Linked DNA regions of Sus scrofa: region 2 is linked to region 1. Evidence: chromatin contacts called from public Hi-C data. All regions are on one chromosome and are shown on one strand. Each heading gives the region's core, a stretch centred on a gene start, on an enhancer-like site or on the middle of the called end of the contact. The rest is flanking DNA. Distances are from core to core; before and after follow the strand shown.

The links. A called contact is a pair of places that touch in the nucleus more often than the background predicts.
Region 2: a Hi-C map of liver shows a contact between it and region 1, with 3 times the contacts expected there. The contact joins the promoter of RENBP here to the promoter of FAM58A in region 1. A contact is called at or near these places in 1 of 47 Hi-C or Micro-C datasets (liver) and 2 of 2 datasets of contacts at active chromatin or transcription factors (alveolar macrophages and skeletal muscle).

What each region holds. Positions count from the first base shown.
Region 1 is chrX:124,367,656-124,372,203 of Sscrofa11.1, reverse strand. It overlaps FAM58A (cyclin-related protein FAM58A), which reads left to right and starts at 2,132. Exons shown (of 5, transcript XM_003360487.4): 1 at 2,132-2,564. The coding sequence starts at 2,147.
Region 2 is chrX:124,667,247-124,671,916 of Sscrofa11.1, reverse strand. It overlaps RENBP (renin binding protein), which reads left to right and starts at 1,395. Exons shown (of 11, transcript NM_213900.1): 1 at 1,395-1,445; 2 at 1,702-1,811; 3 at 1,939-2,014; 4 at 2,216-2,291; 5 at 2,474-2,646; 6 at 3,647-3,871; 7 at 4,423-4,504. The coding sequence starts at 1,705.

The DNA of each region.
Region 1 (4,548 bases), core at 883-3,382:
ACAGGCACCTATTACTTGCCGAGCCCAGACTCCTTACACCACAAAAGGCCCAGGGGAGGAGGAGTCCAGCAGCGCTGTTTAACCAGCAAACACAGCGGGTGAGGAGGGGACAGGCAGGCCGCTGGGCCAAGGGGCCAGGGGAAGGGTGATACCGGATGCGTGTGTGCATGTGTGCACAGGTGTGCACCCCAGGGTACCTGAGGGGAGTGTCTGACGTGCGTGTGCATCTGTTTGCGTGTGTGTACATGGGGGCGGGGTGCATTATGCATGGATGTTGGCAGCTGGACGCAGTGGCCCCATCTCCCAAGACCCAGAGTCCATTTGGGTGGGGAGAGGGTGGCACTGCCAGTGCAGCAACAGCGTGGAAGGCATGACAGGCGTCAGCAGCACAGGAGGTTGGGGGCCCTGAGCCCCTTCACACACGAGCACATGCAAGACCCTCGGAGGGAGCTGGGGAGGAGGGTGTGGGGCAGGAATTCCTTCACGGGTCGAGCATGTGCAAAGGCCCCCCTGGGAGACCATAACCTTTGGGGAGCTACCCAAGGCCTTGGCCCTGAGGGGCCAGTCACCAGGGTGATTCCGCAAGGAGGGTGTTAGGCAGGGCAGGGGCTCCCCCGCCTTGAGTTTTAGGAAGCTCACTCTGGTGGCTGGTGTCACGGGCTATGGTAGTCCCCCCAAACAGGGGTCCCCACTCTAACTCCCGGATCCTTGTGAATGTGCTCTTATTTGCCAGCCTCCTGGATTACTTCGGTGGCCCTAAATGCAATGACAAGTGAGACAGAAAACGAGAGCCGCAGACACGGAGGAGACGGCATGTGAGGATGGGCGCAGCAGAGACGGGAGGGGTGCAGCCGCAAGCCAAGGGACAGATGTCTGGGGCCACCAGAAGCTGGAAGAGGCAGGAAGTATCCTCCTGCAGAGACTTGGTGACACCTTGGTTTCAGAGGTCTGGCCTCTAGAATTGCGGCCAGTTCTACAGTTGTAAGCCACCCAGTTTGCCTGTCATTTGTTACGGAAGCACCAGGAAAGTGACCCAGCTGGTGTGGAGAGAGGACCACGGGGGGAGCTAAGTAAGGCGGGGGCTGGAGAAGGACCTCAAGGTTGGCCGGGTAGGTGGGTGGGCGGGGGGGGGGGGAGGCTTTTTCCTCTTAATGTTCCCAGCTCTTTCAAGTCACAGCAACCGTCTGAATGTATCAGAATGACCAGAGTGACTGTCTGTCACTAGCTTGGGAGGCCCTTTGGGTGCTGCACCCCTAATGCCTGGAAGCCACCAACGAAATGCAGGATGGCACTGGGAGTTGGATATTCAACACCATTCATTCGGCAAACGTTACTGAGCTCCCACAGTGCCAGGCTGGAAAAGTGAGTGGCAACCAGATCCCCAAGGGATGCGGGACCCTCACGCAAACAGCCCTAACGGCCTCATTCTGGGCACAGCATTCCCTTCCGGGCTCATCTGTGGGTCTGGGGAACTGGCAAACCTGGATTCGGGTTTTGACACTGACATTGAACCTCAGGCTTTCTTTTTTTTCTTTTCTTTTCTTTTCTTCCTTCCTTCCTTTCTTTCTTTTTTTTTTTTTTTTTTTTTTTGTCTTTTTAGGGCCGCACCTGCGGCATATGGAAATTCCCAGGCTAGGGTTCTAATCGGAGCTGTAGCCGGCCTACGCCAGAGCCACAGCCACCCCAGATCTGAGATGTGCCTGTGACCTACACCGACAGTTCACAGCAACGCCAGATCCTTAACCCACTGAGCGAGGCCAGGGATCCAACTCGCATCCTCAAGGATACTAGTCGGGTTCCTTACCGCTGAGCCACAATGGGAACTCCCCCACGCCCTCCGTTAGGAGCCACTGACACCTCCGGTAAGCGCCCCCCCTCCGCGGCTTGGCAGACACAGCCAGCTGCTCCCGTCCTAAACCACGCTGGGCCACCAGCCCGGGAGCGACACCTTAGTTGGACCATAGGGACTTGTAGCTCACGCGCCTGGCGGGGCCGGGGTGGGGGGGGTGCTTCCGTACCTCCTAGGCCCTAGGAGCGCGCCCCCGCTCCGCCCCCGAGGCGCACTTGCGCCGCTCCGGCAATCACTCAGCCGGGAGACAGACTTACCGCTACTGGGGGCGGAGCGTGCGCTTCCCGGAGGCGGGGCATGAGCTTCCCAGGGGCGGGGCGTCGGCTCCTGGGGCGCGGTGTACGGCTTCCGGGGGCGGGGCAGGCGCTCGCCAGCCTCCAGGCAGCCGCGGTCTCTACGCCTGCGCCTGCGCTTAAGTTTGCGCCTGCGCACTCGGCAGGCCCCGCCTCCGGCGCGCAACTGCGCGCGCTCAGCCGGGGGCGGGGCGGGGCAGCTGCTCCCTCCCGAGGACCCCCGGGAACCGGCCGCCGCCCGTCGGGAACGCTTCTCCTTCCGGTGCGGGGAGGGGGGGGGTCTCGGCCCGTGGGGCGGGGCCTCATGGAGGCCGTCGGCCTGGGGACCTGCGGAGGAGGGGACGCGGCGCGAGGCGCAGAGGGGCGGCCAGCACCGGAGGCGAGGGTGCACTTCCGAGTGACGCGGTTCATCATGGAGGCAGGTAACCGCGTCTGGGAAGAGGGCGGGCCCCATGCGGACCAGACGTAGAGGCCGGGCCGCAGTGCTGCGCTCTCACCTGGCGGGCCCCAGCCCGCCTTGGGAGCGCCGAGCGGGCGGGGAGGGGCTGGCCTCGCGAGGACTCGCTTCCCGGAAGAGGGGTCCCTCCAGACGCGGAGCTGGCGCTGCTGTGCAGAGGGAAGAACGCGGGCCTGCGCTGCCTTAGCGAACACTGGGAGGCCCGGCTTAGGGGTATCGGCCTCTGCCTTTCCGTCACGCCCTGTGTGTTAGGCTTCGAGCTGCGAGGCCAAGAGGGTCATTGTCATTTCCCGGACGGGCGCGTAGTCCCAAAGAGAGGATGTGGAAAGGGACTGGCTCCAGCTAAAAGGTGGCGGAGTCGGGGCGCCCGCATCTCGGTTGAGTGTACGGTGCCTTCTGCCACACCTGTCTCCCAGCCTCGGGGGCACTGGCACTTGGTCAAATGGAGTCTTTTGGATCATGCCGCTGGCGAGGCTCGTGACAAGCTTTGTTGAGGAGGTCTCATCACACCGAGAACCTAGGGCGAGGGTTTGCCAAGTAAAAAAAAAGAAAAAGACTTGTAGGGGCACGTGCAGCCATACTGCCTAATCTGACATTGAGATTGAGGGGGTCCCATGTAGGAATTAACTGTGAAACTGAAGTTTAAACCTTGAAATGCTCAAAGTTCTTGAGGTGTCTCTTTCCAAGGATTCTTTCATTTCTTTCTTTCTATTTTTTTTTTTTTTTGTCTTTTTGCTTTTTCTAGGGTCGCTCCTGCGGCATATGGAGGTTCCCAGGCTAGGGGTTGAATCGGAGCTGTAGCCGCTGCGTACACCAGAGCCACAGCAACGCAGGATCTGAGCCACGCCTGCGACCTATACCACAGCTCGTGGCAACGCCGAATCCTTAACCCACTGAGCAAGGCCAGGGATGGAACCCACAACCTCATGGTTCCTAGTCGGATTCGTTAACCACTGCGCCACGACGGGAACTTCTCCAAGGATTTCTTGATAAAATGTATTGTTTACGCCCTTGTCCTCTGTGTGAGGCCAAATGTGGGTCCTCCAAAGATTCCCCCATGCTCGTCCCCAGAACCCGTGACTGTTACCTCATGCGGCAAGATTTTGCAGATGGGATTAAGCCATCCTTAAAGAGAGGCAGCAGGAGTAGACAGGCAGAGGAGAAGGCCATGTGAGGAGGGAAGCGTGGTTAGAAGCTGCTGGCTTTGAAGCTGGAGGAGGGGGCCGCCAGCCAAGAAATGCAGGCACCTCTAGAAGCTGGAAAGGGCAGGGAGATGGATTCTCACATGGAACCTCCAGAAGGAACCAGCCCTGCTGACACCTTGAGCTTAGCCCCCTAAGACTCATTTCAGGCTTCTGACAGCCAGGATTGTGAGAGGAGAAAAATATGTGTTGTTTCAAGCCACTTAGTTTGGGGTAATTTGTTATAGCAGCTCTGGGGAGCTAGTACGCCTTTGAAGGTAGAGGGTGCGGGACATAATTTTACCGACTGTTGGCTGTCCACCTTCCTTCAGTCCGTCGCGTGCCCTTTACTCTTCTCTTGACCCTGGTCGTTGTGAATTCGTTTTGGTTCTGTGACCCGGTGCGGTGATTTCCTTAGGAGCTGCCTGGGGGATGGGCGTTGACCCCTAAATCAAGCCACCACGCTCTGGTTTTGGAGTTCGGTCCCCTTTTCAGTATGTTGCTCTTCTTCCTGTGCTGCCTGCAGGTGCCTTCGGCAGTTACCCTGCTTGCTTTTCTTGCTTTTCTAGCCTCTGCAAACCAGTGCCGCGTATAATCTTTAGCTATAACGTTGGGACTTGTGTCGTCTGTTTGGTGCTCAAAGGCCTTTTTTCCTCCTGTCACCTCGGCAGGGTTTGGGGTAGGTGAGCCGCAGAGGGACGCGCGTGGAACGATGCACCGTCGTCTGTTCAGGATGGGCAGAAACTGATGTGCCAGGCGCTATAGTTT
Region 2 (4,670 bases), core at 146-2,645, 300 kb before region 1:
GAGGGCGACTGTTTGAGGGTCGGGGGGGGGGGGGTCCACCTGCTGCAAGGACTCTGCCTGCCAAACAGCCGCGGCTGCTGTGTCAGACGAGCAGCCCAGAGCAGCGCGAGCCCCCCGCACAGCTACGGCCCGGGAGCCAAGCTTCTGCACGCTGCCCGGGCTGCCGTCCATCCTTCCAGGAGACAGGACCACCGACCCCCAAAAAGTCCAAGCTTCCCCAAGCCACACCCTCGGGGCCCTGCAACGCCTCCCCTGCACATAATTCTGCTGGCTGGGAAAATGGAGGTCCCAGGAGCCACGAGAACCAGACCTGGGGGTTGGTAGCCAGGTCTGGAGAACTTGGGCAGCTGAGGGCAGAGAGGTGCCAGCCAGCATGCACACTCTGCCCTTCGCAGTGCAGTCGGATGCCCAGGAGCCGACTCATCGGAGGACTTGCCCATCCTGTGGGTCCCAGGCCCGAGGAGGCTCGGTGTTCAGGCATTTCCAGCTGTTCCCTCTCCCACTGCACCCCACGCCCTCCTGGGGTGGTGAGAGGCAGAGGTGGCTACGATGCCGGAAAGATGTTACTGGAATCTGGGTTCTTGACCCCGGAACTGAAGAATGAACTTGGCGAACACACAGGCAGCAAGCAAGCCAAGTCTTTATCACAAGAAAGCAAACAGCTCCCAGGACAGCGGCGAGGGGGGAGAAGAGCCCCCCCTTCTGTTGTCCTAGAGGGGTTTGTATCCCTTAAAGATGGGGGGAAACCAACGTGGGGTCCAGGAAGATGTGGTTTTCTCCCATTGGCCTGGCCCGGTCTCCTTGCCCAAGAGCGGACTTAGGGCTGGAGATGCGCCCCTGAGCCTCATCCTTAGACTGAGAGTCACCACCATTCTGCTCATTCCTTTCCTCGCGCTAAGAGCGGGTTAGAGATTGGCGTCCACCTGGACGTGAAACAGGTTACCCCCCCCCCCCCGCCGTAAACAGGGCCTGCAGCGACGGTACTCCCCGGAGCCTCAAGCCACAAACCTTAATCAATGGCCTTATCAAAGAAAGCATGGAAGCCGGAGCTCCGACGCTGACCACCTGAGTAGACAGTGATCCCGCCTCAGCCAGAGGAGGAGAGACGGCCCTGCGGTCCCCCAACCCCTCCCCGGGTCCCAGCCGGTCCTGCCAGCTCACCCAGCGCTTCCCGCCAGGAGGAGCCAGGGCGCCTCCAGAAGGGGGCTCCACGGGGCTCTGCCACCGAGGGGCGCGGCAGGGCCGAGGCTGGGGGCGGAGCCGCGCGCCCGCCAAGCCCCGCCCCCGCCGCAGGCCCCGCCCCCAGGGCCGGCGGAACCCCGGAGAGGAGGGGGTGGGTGGGGCTAGACTGGGTCAGCTGAGTGACAGTCACGGGACAGCGATCAGCTCCGTCTGGCTTCCTGGAGGAGAGGGAGGGTTGAGCGGGGGGTCTCCGAGTGTGGCAGGCCAGTGGCAGGGGGCCGGGGCCGGGGCCGGGGAGGGTGTTGTCCCGAGGACAGATCTGCACAGGGGGTTGGGGGGAACCCTGAAGGCAGGGTGCTGAGGCCCGGGGACCTAGGGGACACAGGTTAGGGAACCCTGGGGTTCCCCAGAGCCTGGAGTGACCCGGACCCCCAAGGAGCCCACAGGGGAGGCTGGGACCCGGGAAGATGGGGGGGCCTGTGGGGTAGCTGCGTCCCCAAGCCCCAACTTTTTCCCCAGGATATGGAGAAGGAGCGCGAAACTCTGCAGGCCTGGAAGGAGCGTGTGGGCCAAGAGCTGGACCGCGTGATGGCTTTCTGGCTGGAGCACTCCCACGATCGGGAGCACGGGTGCGCCTCGCCCTGCTGGAGCCCTCAGCAGGGGCTTTGCCCTGCCGGAGCCCCCCGCCTCACTCGCAGCTGACTCGGCTCTGCTGGGCTTCTCCTGGCCCCTTTGCTAATGCTGCCTGTCCCACAGGGGCTTCTTCACGTGCCTGGGCCGCGACGGGCGGGTGTATGACGACCTCAAGTACGTCTGGCTGCAGGGGAGGCAGGTACAAGGCGTGCCCAAGCTCGCAGCTCTCCCAGGGGCGGGAGCGAGTCGGACCTGGGCTTGCTCTGCCCTGCCTCGGTCAGCACGCCGACAGGGCTTGTCGGCTCAGCACCCTTCCTCCCACGCCAGGGGCACTGAGGACTCCCCCCTCATCCCAGCCCTAAGGACTTAAGCCATGTCCCCCCACCCCCGCCCGCAACAGGTGTGGATGTACTGTCGCCTGTACCGCAAGCTTGAGCGCTTCCACCGCCCTGAGCTTCTGGATGCGGCTAAAGCAGGTGCCCCCTCCCTGTCCCCAGCATCGTGGAGGCCCCTTCAAGTTACCAGTCGTGCACCACGTGTGCCTAGTTCCTAGAGGGCTCTAGAAGCAACGAAAGGCCTTGAAGGCTCACAGGCAGGGAGGGAGGGGTGGCGGGGCCCTCCTCCCCCGAGTTCTAGCTGCCACCTTCCTGACCACCAGGGGGCGAATTTTTGCTGCGCCATGCCCGAGTGGCACCTCCTGAAAAGAAGTGTGCCTTTGTGCTGACGCGGGACGGCCGGCCCGTCAAGGTGCAGCGGAGCATCTTCAGTGAGTGCTTCTACACCATGGCCATGAACGAGCTGTGGAGGGTGACGGCGGAGGCACGGTACCAGGTGCGCGGGAGGAAGGCTGCCTGGGGAGGCTCCGTGCCCTCGCCTGCGCCCCGTGTGCGAGCCGCTGCCCGGGTCCTGTCCGCAGGCCGGGTCTGTCATCGACGGCAACCCGTCCTCTGGGCCCCCGCACGTTCACTGTGGGCCTGCGGGTATTCCTGCCCCCGCTCCCACAGCCCCACAGGGACCCTGGACACAGAGGTGGTTCCCAACCAAAGCGCAGGGCACCCAGCGTGAGGCCAAGCAGAGAGAAAAGGCAGCTCGTGCTCAAAAGACCCAAACTCCCCAGCGGCTTTCAGGGGAGGGTCTTTAAAAGCCAGGTGAGGGAGGGCCGCAGGGCGCCGGCTCAGCTCAGGGACATTCTTCCGATGGGTGGGTGGTGAGGTCATCGGGAGGCCGCATCATCAACCTTCTGGTTCCAACGGGTCTGGGGTCTACGTGCCCCTGGGCAGCAGTTAACGTCTTGTCAGTCCGGATGTCACCTACAGCCTTTGAGGAGGAGCTAGAATGTCCTTGGCTTTTCCTCATGGCTAAAGTGTTATTATTTCGTCTTGTTGGACTGTTTTCTTTTGTTTCTGCCTTTGCTCACTTCTCCGGTCAAGTTTGCTCTTTGGAACTTGGGGAAAGCCTAGGGGGCTAACGCTGGCCTACAAATAAGGGGTGAGGGACACAGGGGACGCCTATCCCCCAGAAGGCCCCGCAGGGCGCTGCTTAGTTTTGAAGGGAGCTGCCCTGGCTGGGAGGGGCCGCTCGCTCCCTGCACCCCTCTCGCTCGGTCCCCCTCTGGCGTTTAGACCTGACCTCACTGCCCGGGAATGGTCTGCACCCCGAGACCAGGCCCAGGCCCCAAAGCAGGCCTTGGTGAGGCGTCCTATGAGTGGGTGGGAGGACACAGCTCTCCCACCCCAGGGCTGAGCCCTGGGGACCTGGCAGATCAGGGCCTGGGGGACCAGACTGGATGGCATGCAGCCTCAGCCTGAGCCTCTTCTCCCTCCACCCCCAGAGCGAAGCGGTGGACATGATGGATCAGATCGTGCACTGGGTGCGAGAGGACCCCTCTGGGCTGGGCCGGCCCCAGCTCCCCGGGGCCGTGGCCTCGGAGTCCATGGCAGTGCCCATGATGCTGCTGTGCCTGGTGGAGCAGCTCGGGGAGGAGGACGAGGAGCTGGCGGGCCGCTACGCGCAGCTGGGGCACTGGTGCGCTCGGAGGATCCTGCAGCACGTCCAGGTAGGGGCCGGGGGCAGACACCGGCGCCAGACGGGCCCTGGGAGCTGAGGGGCAGGGCAGCCCCCGCCCCCACCCGGGGGGCGCCTCCCTCGCTCCAGCTGGGCCCCGAAGGCCCCCTTCAGGCACCTGGAGGCATGGGGAGGCCCCGCCAGGGTGAGGTGTGGCCCGGGACCCTCGGGAAGGGGAGGAGGGCTCCAGGGGAGCCTGGGGGGGACTGAGGGCCCGAGGGTGGGGGTCAGAGCCCCAGACACCGCACGGCGCAGGAAACCCGGCCCAGAACCAAGCTGGTCCCGGCCTCTGTGGGCAGTCCAGTCCACCCAAGCTCAGTCCCCGTTCAGCGTCTTAGCCTACACACCCAGGCCCAGAGCAAGGGTTAGAACCCACTCAGACCCTTGGGAGTGAATGGACTCCCTCTCAAATGCTCCTGAGAGCCAGGCCACCCAAGCCCGCAGATCAGGAGGGAGGGAGCAGGGGAGGGGCATCTTGCTGGTTGGATGATGGGGTGGGGGGGGTGCTGAGGCCCAGCTGCCTCTCTCCTCCTCCCTCGGCAGAGGGATGGACAGGCTGTGCTGGAGAATGTGTCGGAAGATGGCGAGGAACTTTCTGGCTGCCTGGGGAGACACCAGAACCCAGGTGATGGGGCGGGGAGCGTGGGGAAGGCCTCCCTCCACCCTCCGCCCCGGAGCACCAGGTGGAGAAGGGGAGACGTGGCTCCTGTGCCAGTGCGTCAGCTGCACGAGAGCGACTGGCACGGACTGGGAGGGCCGGCTGTCCCCAGGGGAGCTCAGAGCAGCTCCCA